3 separate regions of the Mus musculus genome follow, and regions 1 and 3 are each linked to region 2. Evidence: chromatin contacts called from public Micro-C and promoter capture Hi-C data. All regions are on one chromosome and are shown on one strand. Each heading gives the region's core, a stretch centred on a gene start, on an enhancer-like site or on the middle of the called end of the contact. The rest is flanking DNA. Distances are from core to core; before and after follow the strand shown. Region 1 holds the start of Sox14 (SRY (sex determining region Y)-box 14). Region 2 holds the start of Rasgrf1 (RAS protein-specific guanine nucleotide-releasing factor 1). Region 3 holds the start of Foxl2 (forkhead box L2).

Region 1 (3,536 bases), core at 762-3,261, about 10 Mb before region 2:
CCCAGCGTCAGATCCCTCATTAAGCAATGTCCAAGAAGTTGAGAAGTTGTACTACAATGGCCTAAACCTCTAAGTGTGGCTGGTGAGTCCTCACTCTGCAAACACGGTTATTTCTCTCATTTCTTTCCAAAGCAGCTACCATCACCCAGTAGAATTAGTATCTCTGGATCTCCAATCCCCTAGTGTAGCAGGTGAGATCTAAGCAGGAGTTGGCTTCTAAATGTTGAAATTCTCCTGGAAGTTCGCAGAACGGTACTTCTGCTTTAGTAATCTCTAGGGAGGTGGGGGCCAGGGGGGAGCGGAAAGAAGAGAAGGGAGAGGTGAGGAGAGAGAAGGGGACGGGAGGGAAGGAGAGAGGTAGAAAGGAGAGAAGCTGAGAGTGAAGGGCCACCTTTGGAGGAATTCAAATGTTGTGTATCTGCTTTACAATAGGAAGGTAGCCTCCCCAGGTAGAGGTGAAAGTTTTCTCAGAAAGTAGGGGCTCCAGCTGCCTCTAAATAAATCAGAATGAAGATCAGTTCTCCCGGAAATTATTCCTCATCTGTGAAATGGGAATAACATCCAACACTGTTAAGAACAGCCCTAAAGCTGACCGATTTCCCGCCCCCCCCCCGCCCCCACGTTTTTGCAATCATAGGAAGCGGAAATAAATTCTCTCCTTCAAACACAACACACTACATTAAAAAAAAAGGCCCTCCCTTCTTGCCGCCCACCTACCCCCACTCGCAGCTTCTGGTAGCCGACTGCGCCGTGGGCATTTCGGCCTGTCCTCCTCCCGGGAGAGACTGGCTAGCGCAAAAGCCAATAAGTCTGGAACACACTCCAGTCCTTCAGGACCCGGGACAATGGTTTCCATTTAATAAATATTTCCCCCAAGGGCATTTCGCATCGGCCAGGCAATTATTCAAAGAAAACAGGCTCGCAGGTTGGCTCGGCGGGTTATTTCGTCCTCTTTACCCGAAGAATGCTCATCTGACTCGAGAAACGAGCCCCCATCCTCACTGGGTGGGAAAAGGCACCCTGAGAAAAATTGACCCTAGCTAAGAGGGTACAGCCTGAGGCTCCACGCTGCAGGCGCAGAAGAGAGACCAGGAAGGTCCCCAAGCCCCGCCTTCCCTCTGCCCTTGCAGTTTGGACGTTGAGGGAAGCTTCGAGTTTTAAATCGCCTAATAATAATAACATAGGTGAATAAGAATCAGGATGGACCTCTGCCTACCACACTCAACCCTCAAAGTGAAGAGTCCTAGTGGCAAGGGCCCCCAAAGTGAAGAGTGTTAAGGGCTTGCCAATCAGGACTCTAAACCTCTGCGAAGCCCGCATGAAGCATCCTGGTCTCGGCTCAAAGCTCTTGGCTCCGACCCCCAGGGACCCAGAACTGCTCCGCAGAGCGTCCTGGATTACAGGTGGAGGCGCCGCCTAAAGCCAACCTGGGAGAATGATACCAAAGCACCGTAGATGTTCTGGCGCGAAAAGTTTATTTTGGTTTTGGCCTGAGTTTGATATATTCTTTTCCTCTCCCAAGGATCTTTGACAAGTGTGTGTTGTTGGGGGCGGGGTGGGGGTAGAGGGTGCTGTCTTCCCATTTGGTGACGGGACTGTCCTATTTATCTACGTGAGCTCTGGGCTTGCTGGCTTGGCTGACAGCTTCCTGGGTCTTTATATTATTAGAAGCACCGGTTCTCCTTTGAACAACTGGGGAAGAAAAACAGGGGTCACGAAGAGTTTTAATTTTTTGACAGTGCCAGAGACAATGTGAACCCCCGCCCCGAATCCTGAGCTATCAAGCCGCTCTGTTCGCGGTGGCGGTCTCTCTGTCCCTCATACCTCTCCCCGCCCCCATCAGGGACGCTCCGGGTTTCCACTACTCGCGAGTTGGCAGGTGCGCCCCCTCGCCTTCCCTGCTGCTGATTGGAGCCCAGGTTGGGGAGTCGCCGCCCCGCGCTTATGTCAGAGTGCGTGCGGTCCCGGCCCACCTCGCCTTTGAACTTCGCCGCTTTTGGCTGCAGTTCACCAGCCTCCCCGCATTCTCGGCCAGGTGCAGTGCTAGGCAAAGCAGCGCCCGGAAACCACGGGAGGGGGGGAGCCACGGCCAGAGAAGCCAGGGGAGAGACGGGAAGGAGAGAAGGCGAAGGTGAAGAGGGAGCGAAGGAGGAATCTCCTGCCCTTGCCAGAAAATTACCTAGCCACTTAATCCCAAGACTCTGGTACTTGGGCCCCAATCTCTGGTGCCCACAGACTCCAGGCCGAGCGCCCTCTCATCCCCGCTGCCCTTCCTACCCTTCGGCCCCCTGGGGGCTGCCTGGGGGCTGGGACTGGCATGATCAGTTGAAAACTTTGCAGGGTCAGCTCTTCTCTCTGATTTCCCCTCTGCGGCTCCGAGACGAGGGGAGTTCAGAGTCCCGGGCTCAGGACGGACAGAAAGACAGACGGCCAACCGCGCCCAGGCTCGCCCGCAGAGCCCCTGCATTCCCCGCCCCCGCCCGCCTCGCCGGGACCATGTCCAAACCTTCAGACCACATCAAGCGGCCCATGAATGCCTTCATGGTATGGTCCCGGGGCCAGCGGCGCAAGATGGCCCAGGAAAATCCCAAGATGCACAACTCGGAGATCAGCAAACGCCTGGGCGCCGAATGGAAGCTCCTGTCCGAGGCAGAGAAGCGGCCTTACATCGATGAAGCCAAAAGGCTGCGCGCCCAACACATGAAGGAGCACCCTGACTACAAGTACCGGCCGCGGCGCAAGCCGAAGAACCTGCTCAAGAAGGACAGGTATGTCTTCCCCCTGCCCTACCTGGGCGACACGGACCCGCTCAAGGCGGCCGGCCTGCCCGTGGGGGCTTCCGACGGCCTCCTGAGCGCGCCCGAGAAAGCCCGGGCCTTCTTGCCGCCTGCCTCGGCACCTTACTCCCTGCTGGACCCTGCGCAATTTAGTTCCAGTGCCATCCAGAAGATGGGTGAAGTGCCCCACACGTTGGCCACCAGCGCGCTGCCCTACGCGTCCACCCTGGGCTATCAGAACGGCGCCTTCGGCAGTCTCAGCTGCCCCAGCCAGCACACGCACACGCACCCGTCCCCCACCAACCCGGGCTACGTGGTGCCCTGTAACTGTACCGCCTGGTCTGCCTCCACCCTGCAGCCCCCTGTCGCCTACATCCTCTTCCCAGGCATGACCAAGACTGGCATAGACCCTTATTCGTCAGCCCACGCTACGGCCATGTAACCCCAAGCTTGGCCCGGACCTGATGGGTAGCGTGGAAGCAGAGATCTGAATCCTTTCCTTTGCACCTAGTCTGGCCCGCAGATGCCTCTGGGTCAGGCCTGCCGCTGCCCCTTGCCCACCCCAGACTCTGCCTCTCTCTTCCAGGGGGGAAGGGAAGGGCCATCATCCTGGACCCAAGGCACAGACTGGTGCCAGAAATTTGCAAACATTTAGAAAGCTACACATCTTCTTCCCCTCTCCCGACTCTCCCAAAGCAAGTCTCGACTGTACCCCCTTTGGACAAAAAAAAAAGTAGGCAGTTTTGCTTTATTTACGTC
Region 2 (3,653 bases), core at 590-3,089:
AGTGGTGAAGGGACAGAGTACCGATCTCTGTCCTAATTATGGAGAAGGAGACTTCAAGGGTGGCTGTCATCCCAGTCAATTCAATTGCCACCAGCCTGAATGTTTTTGAGATCCTGGTTGGTTGTCTTCTCAGAACATTACGTCGACGTCGACTCCTGCTATGACGCTGTGCAAAAAAAATCAATCAATATCTCTCTCTCTCCTCCCCCCTCCCCCTCTCCCTCTCTAGGCCTCAGTGTCTCCATCCGGGCAAATAGCCAGGTGGGGCTGGGCCCTGTGAATGTCAGGCCTCTCCTAGAGCTGACATTTTAGGATACACTGTCATGTATTTTTCCTTCCCTCCCAGAAGTCAGGGGACCAGATACCTTGGGAGGGATATCAAGCTTAAAGATCTCTCTCCCTGAGGGTTCCCACCCAGAAGCTGCACGTGCCCCTCCCATTTCAATGGCAAACTAGCGCGTCTCTGACGTCTAGGCCCGCTGCAGATCGCGGCCTAGCCCTTTAGCCTTGCTTTTTGGACAACGCCACAAGCGAATGAACGAGTGAGCGCAGCGCTACCGCGGCGACTGCAGCGGCCGCTGCGGCGCAAGGGGCGGGGGAGGAAAGAAGAACCCACTTGTCCCACTGCTTCGCAGCAGCCCTGGCCCTGGCCTCCGCGCATTTCAGCGTTTGTTTGTAAACCCTGGGGTTTGTTAGCCTGGCCAGAGCCAGCTGAAGCACATCATCACTAGATCACACAAAATAACGACTCCCCAGCCCCCCACCCCCACCCCAATTCCCTAACTCGGCCAGGCTAGCGCAGATTATAATTCTCCCCTAGCTGCGTGAGACAGGGGACCGCGACGCTTCGACGTCTGTCTCACCCTTTCCAAGCCTAAGTGTAAGGAATTTCACATTTCGGGCAGAAGATGGGGACTATCAAGGATGGGGGTGAGGGTGGGGGTTGGGATGGGGCTAGGGGCACCATTTTAAGTCGGACGGTGATGAAATTCCTTGCCCGAGTAGGTCCTTTGGACCCCATCTTCATCTCTATCTCCAAGTTTCAGGCTTCCTGTCCCCGCCACCACCAACACCCCCCCCCCGCCACTCCTACGGGGTTTACCCTGCCAAGGGCGGTCGCAGCTGGTAGCGGCGCCCTACCCGCAGTCCCTGCCTCCTCTGCCCGCACTAGGGTCACCCTCCCAATTTGGTCCAGCCGGTCCTTCCCGCGAAAGATGCTGAGACGCCCTGAATTCTTAGAGGAGAGGGTCAAAGTTCTGTCCCCAAAGCTGGATGGAAGGCCCTGAACCCTCAAAGGCCTTAGCAGGGGCGCGGGAGGTCGGGACGCGGCGCTCCCTCACCTGTTTCTCGCCGGACTCCTTGGAGGAGGTCCCTCGCTTGGGGGAGGGCGCGCGTTTACAGATACTTCCCTCGAGCAGGTAGAGCCCCGAGGGCCGAGGGCTGGAGTCGCTTTCGAAGTAGAAAAGCAGGTTCTGGAGCAGGGCAAACCACTTGGTTTGCCATTTTGGGTTGTCCGCACTCCTCTTGCTCAGGTAGCCTTTGCGCGTGCCGTCCTTCTGTGCCAGCAGTCCCAGGGTCACGACGTGGCCATCGTTAAGCCGGATGGCTTTCTGCATGATGCTAGAAGGCCTGAGAGACTGCTACGCACTTACATCTCAGAGAGGCATCCGAATGCCCCTCGTCGGTGCGCGCTCTGCCGTTCTCTGGCGCTCTCTGAATCGCTCCCTCGCTCTCCCTCGCGCGCGCTCTCTCTCTCTCTCTCGCTCCCCCGCCCTCCCTCGCTCTCTCACACCCCGCCCCCTTCAAGATCTACACTTTGAGATCGGGCGCCGTGCTCGCTCCTAGCTGGACCCTTCCTGGCTGGAACCTCTTCTCTCCGCAGAGCCGCGGGGGCCCCTGGGGATGTTGCACGACCCTCCCTCAGCTAACTGAGGGGAGGGCGGTCTGCGCGAGGGCTGGGGGCAGCAGGCGGAGTCATATGACGCCAATCCCTCGAAGAGCCCGTTTCAGCAGCGCGGACAGGGACACACGCACGCAGCCCCGCCGAGGCGCAGAGCCGCACGCAGGCTGCACCTTGGCGCCTCCTCCCCTCCCCGGACACACACACGCAAACACACGCACACACGCAAACACACACATACACACACACACACACACACACACACACACACACACACGCACGCACACGCACACATACACGCCTACCCCTCCCTCCTTGTTTTCCTCTTCTCTACTTCGGGTGTTCTAAGCCAAATCAGATCAATTTTCGTTCAAGCCAATGGCACCCCGGAGGCTCGCCTCCTCGGAGTTTGTGTTCTTTGCGCCCCGCCGCGGCGCACCTTAGACCTAGGGTCGGCCCCATTTGTCGTTTTTCTCTCCTACAGCTTTCTCTCACCTTCTTTCCCTACTTTATTTTTCTAATTCAAGGTGGATGGAGGAAGGTGGATAGTAAAAGGGATGCACTAGTTTGTTCATAACCGTTCGAGTCTGTTTTTTTTTCTCTATTCCTCGCGGCTTCGCCGGCGACACGAGAATAAAAGGGGTGAACTTGGGTGGGAAGAGGTGACCGCTCCATTTTGAGCATTGCCATAATAACCGGTGTCACCCCATAAACCCCAAGGTCTGGCTGGCAAGCCACTGGTGGGAGTTTTCAGCAAATATCCCAGAAGCCTGAAGGCGGGCTTCAAACACAGGCGCCTGGGACCATGGGAGCCTTCACATAGCTGCGCTGGCGCAATGATACCTTAATGATAGATTTTCCGTTCTTATTTTTAGCTTCAATTCGCCTACACAGTTACACGGCATTTATTCGAGAACGTCACAGCGCCCGCATGCTGCACCGGCAGAGCGCGCGGGCTGCCGGGCCAGCCGGGTTCTGGTGCGGGGAGCGCGCATCGCCGTCTGCCGCAGAGGGCAGCGGCCTCGTTGAAACCGGGAACGGCGCCCGGCGCTGACAGTTTGCAGCCGGGACGGGTGTCCTCGCAGCTCTCTGGAGAGAGAAAAACACACACACACACACACACAAAACAACACCATCTTTCCTCACAGAACCGCGAGAGCCCTTCCCCCTTTAGAAACACACACACACACACACACACACACACACACACACACACACACACACACCATGCACCATAGTCTGGAATGGAGCTATTCCAGTTCAGGGCATAGTGGCCCAGGCCCGTGTTCCTAAATGATGTTAATTTTTCTTCCTCGGGTAATCAAAAGAAAAAGGGCAGAGGGCTAAGCCCCTTCATGCAGACTTGATTTGCACAAGAGAGAGCCTGTGAAATGATTGGAATAATTTCCCCCTTGTTTTCTAATTTTCTCCTTTCTCCTGCCCCAGTCATCTTTTCCCTACCTAGCCCTTCTCTTTTCAGACTGCATCTTGTTATGTAGCCCAGACTGGCTTGAATTCCTGATGCTTCCATGTCAGAGTTCTGACTGCAGGCAGCCACCTAACTTCCCTTGCCTTCTTGTAGAAGCAGAACTTTCAGGATTGAGGTTTTTATGTAAATTCCCTTTAGGAAGCCTGTTGCAGAAAAGGCCAAGGAAATCTCTGGTAAGGGGCCCTATGCTAAAAGCTCTTTGCCACAGGTCAGCCATTCCATTTTCTCTATAGCCTTCAGTGGAGGTTGGGTTTGGGCTCACAC
Region 3 (3,467 bases), core at 840-3,339, 9.0 Mb before region 2:
ACACAGCCTAATGAAGTCACCACGGGAATTCTTACACAAATTTCCCAGCAGGGTCGATGAAGAAAACCAAAACTTTTGATTTTGTTGTTTGGTTTTAGCAAACTCCAAGGCCATTACATTTCTCCTCCCCACCCCCCCATGAATGTTTTATTCTCTCCCTCTTTCTTTTTTTCTTTAAAAAGTATTTTTTAATATTTTCAAAAGCCTCACCAATCTTTTTCATAAAGACCTGGCCTGGAGGTGCCCTATGCGGTGCTCTGCGGAGCGGAGGCACCACGGCCTCACAAGGAGCGGGGGATGAGAACTCGGTTGCAGGCCGCGGAACGAGGCTGTCCCTGCTCCAGCCTGGGGCTCAACCCCCGCCCCGCCCAGTGGGCCCCTCTGCAAGCGGCTTCTGATCAGTTCCAGGAGGGATCGCAGAGCGACCAGACACGTTCTTTCCATTCTCCGGTAGTGTGGGTCCCTCTTCCCCCAGCAGCCTAGCGCTTCTAGTCGCAGACAGTCGGGGTGGGGAATTAAAAATAAAATCGAGCTTGAGTCCACCGACCTGGAAGAGAGGGCCAAGAGGTAAGCTGCGTCTCAGACACTTCGACCGCACCTCGGCCGGGGACTCACTCCCTGCGGTGAGGAGAGGAGGCCCGCGGAAAGCACGGAGTGGGCGGCCTCCGGCCAGCAGCACGGGAAAGCAGAGGCCGCGGCGGGGAAGAGCACCGGAGGAGCAGCGGAGGCGACAAAGCGGAGTCGCAGGAGCGGGGCGGACCGAGGAAGGGCAGACCGCTCGAGGGCTCTGCATCCAGAAGCTGTCCCGGAGTGCGCGCTGTCAGGCTGGCTGCTGCGGCTGCGACCCGAGCTCGGCTCCTCCACTCCCGGGATAGGGGTGGGGGACCGCTCCCGCGCGCGTTGGCACTCAGAGATCCAGACGCGAGTGCAGCGCGCCCGTCTTGCTGTCGTGGTCCCAGTATGAGCAATGCATCATGGCGAGCTCGGGTTGCCGGGCGCAGGCGAACTGCAGGCCGGGCGCGCTCGTGGGCGCGGGTGCCGGGGGCGCGGCGGTGGCCGGGCTGGCGGGACTGAGCTGACCCGGGGGAGGCGCGGCAGCCCCGTGGTGTGGCGGGGCTGGCGGGGGCGCAGCGGCCGCGTGCAGATGATGTGCGTGAGGGTGCGGGTGAGGGTGCGGCGGCGGTGGCGGCGGCGGTGGTGCGGCAGGAGGGCCCCCCAGGCCGTTGTAGGAGTTCACGACGCCCGGAGGCAGCGCCATGCTCTGCACGCGCGAGTACGGCCCGTAGGAGGCGGCGGGGCCCGCCAGCCCCTTGACCACCGCGGCTGCACCGGGGCTGCCCGGGCCGGCGGCTGCAGCGGCTGCAGCAGCGGCCGCCGCAGCCGCCGCCATCTGGCAGGAGGCGTAGGGCATGGGCGAGGGAGGCTGCGGCAGGGGCCAGGAGTTGTTGAGGAACCCCGATTGCAGGTACTTGGGTGGCGCCAGGTAGCCATAGCCATCGGCCCCAGCTCCGGGCACGCCGCAGCCACCCGCCGCTCCTCCGCTCCCGAAGAGCCCCTTGCCGGGCTGGAAGTGAGCGGGCGGCGGCCGGAAGGGCCGCTTCATGCGGCGGCGGCGCCGGTAGTTGCCCTTCTCGAACATGTCCTCGCAGGCCGGGTCGAGCGTCCAGTAGTTGCCCTTGCGCTCGCCGCCGCCCTCGCGCGGCACCTTGATGAAGCACTCGTTGAGGCTGAGGTTGTGGCGGATGCTATTCTGCCAGCCCTTCTTGTTCTTCTCGTAGAACGGGAACTTGGCTATGATGTACTGGTAGATGCCGGACAGAGTGAGCCTCTTCTCGGCGCTCTCGCGGATCGCCATGGCGATGAGCGCCACGTACGAGTACGGGGGCTTCTGCGCGGGGTCTGGTTTCTCCGGTGTTGTCCCGCCTCCCTTGCCGGGACTCGGCGGCGACGCCTCGGCCTCTTTGACTGCGCGTCCGCTCTCCGGAGCCAGCAGGGTCCCCGCCGTGTCTTCGGGCTCGGGGTAGCTGGCCATCATGACAAAAGCCGGCTCTCCGCGGCCGGGCAGCCCGGAGGCTGTGCTCTCCTGGTGCAGGCTCGCCTTGCAGGCGGGCGCAGGAGTGTGCGCTCGGCGCAGAGCCTCTAACTTCTGCAGGCTGCGGGGACCGGAGGCCTCGCGCGGCTCTCACTCTCTTCTCTTTTCCCCCCGGGGAGCGGTCTGCGGGAGTGGAAGTCAGCCTCTGGCCATCGGGAGTCTGCCCAACAGCGAGGGGCTCCGGCCCCGCCGCCCCTCCCCGCCCAGGCCAGTCCCCGCCTCGGTGGGTTTTCTTGGCTGAGCTCTCCCCTCCCCCCACCGCCCGGTTTCCCCGAGGCGCGACCCGCGTCTCTGGCGCAGCCGCCTCCTGGAGTCCCTAGTGCGCCAGGAGCCTCGCTCCGTTCTGATTCGTATGGGCTCCGCAGAGTTCCGCTTGCGTCAGGGGCCTTCGCCCCTATAGCGGGGCAGCCAGCAGCGCACGGGCGAGTTCATCTCTAAGTCTCCTTTTTTTTTTAAACGGCCGGCAGAACTTGGACCGGCCTTCCCGAGCCTCCGGAGCCTCCCGGGCCCAGCCAACAGCCTGCCTCACGCTCTTACGAGTCTTGAAAATCTGCGGGTGTTTGCTTCGCCGAAAAGCCCTGGTTGGGGCTCGCTGCGCCCTGCCAGTGCCCCGGGAATGCTGACCCCAGCGAGGAGAGGTGATCCAAGCCTCTGGGCAGCTTTCAGGTGAAAGAAAACAAAACCCTTTGCTCTGTGCTTCGGGCTGTGCTGGGGCTAGACTTCTAGCTTTGAGGCTTAGGGAGGGGCGAGATGGCAAGGGGGCCGGACCGGGGTGGAGTGGCCGAACTTTGCGGCAGCTGGAGGTAAACCAGCTCAGAGCTCGTGTCACGGAAGGCAGAAGCTTCGGCCTGCTCTGTCCCTCGAGCTCTCTGAGCCCAATTGAGGCTGGGGAGAGGATCGCTGGGAAGAGACACCCAGGAGTACCGCTCACTGGCATCGGACGTTTCGCTTCTCTGTGCTGAGGTGGATGTAGGGACCAGCTTTCTCCTTGGAACTCGCCTTGCAATCCCACAATTTGGGTGTGTGTTTTAAAGATCAAGTGGTATCCCTTGTACTCTGGCTTGGACACAGACGAGGATGTTGCTGAGGGGCTTTGGGGACTGTTGCGTGCACAAGTGTCACGCGTGGAAGGCACGGGGCAAAAATCTGTTCTTAAAGACACACGTGATACTGCGCAAGTGTGCTGTTCAGAAACCCAGGTATGCTTATATATGTACAATGTGTGAGACTTGTATTTGCTTATTTTTGCTTAGTGAGGTGTATGAATCAAGCACCAGAGTACATGGTTGTATCCATGAACATGGTTCGTGGATACAACCTCTTTTTTTTTTTTTTTTCCTGTCTTCCTTTGTCCTTCCTACCCTTACAGCCGTTA

Evidence for each region. Promoter capture Hi-C pulls out the DNA fragments that hold promoters and counts their contacts. A called contact is a pair of places that touch in the nucleus more often than the background predicts.
Region 1: a contact with region 2 is called in a Micro-C map of embryonic stem cells, with 11 times the contacts expected there. The contact joins the promoter of Sox14 here to the promoter of Rasgrf1 in region 2. A contact is called at or near these places in 1 of 39 promoter capture datasets (second pharyngeal arch cranial neural crest) and 3 of 484 Hi-C or Micro-C datasets (all in embryonic stem cells).
Region 3: a contact with region 2 is called in a promoter capture Hi-C map of embryonic stem cells. The contact joins the promoter of Foxl2 here to the promoter of Rasgrf1 in region 2. A contact is called at or near these places in 2 of 39 promoter capture datasets (cranial neural crest and embryonic stem cells).

The regions. Positions count from the first base shown.
Region 1 is chr9:99,874,645-99,878,180 of GRCm38.p6, reverse strand. It overlaps Sox14 (SRY (sex determining region Y)-box 14), which reads left to right and starts at 2,011. Exons shown (of 1, transcript NM_011440.1): 1 at 2,011-3,536. The coding sequence starts at 2,497. The coding sequence ends at 3,219.
Region 2 is chr9:89,907,961-89,911,613 of GRCm38.p6, reverse strand. Rasgrf1 (RAS protein-specific guanine nucleotide-releasing factor 1) reads right to left here and starts at 1,839. Exons shown (of 27, transcript NM_011245.2): 1 at 1,341-1,839. The coding sequence starts at 1,616.
Region 3 is chr9:98,954,229-98,957,695 of GRCm38.p6, reverse strand. Foxl2 (forkhead box L2) reads right to left here and starts at 2,089. Exons shown (of 1, transcript NM_012020.2): 1 at 1-2,089. The coding sequence starts at 2,035. The coding sequence ends at 908. It overlaps Foxl2os (forkhead box L2, opposite strand), which reads left to right and starts at 2,386. Exons shown (of 8, transcript NR_003248.3): 1 at 2,386-3,291; 2 at 3,462-3,467.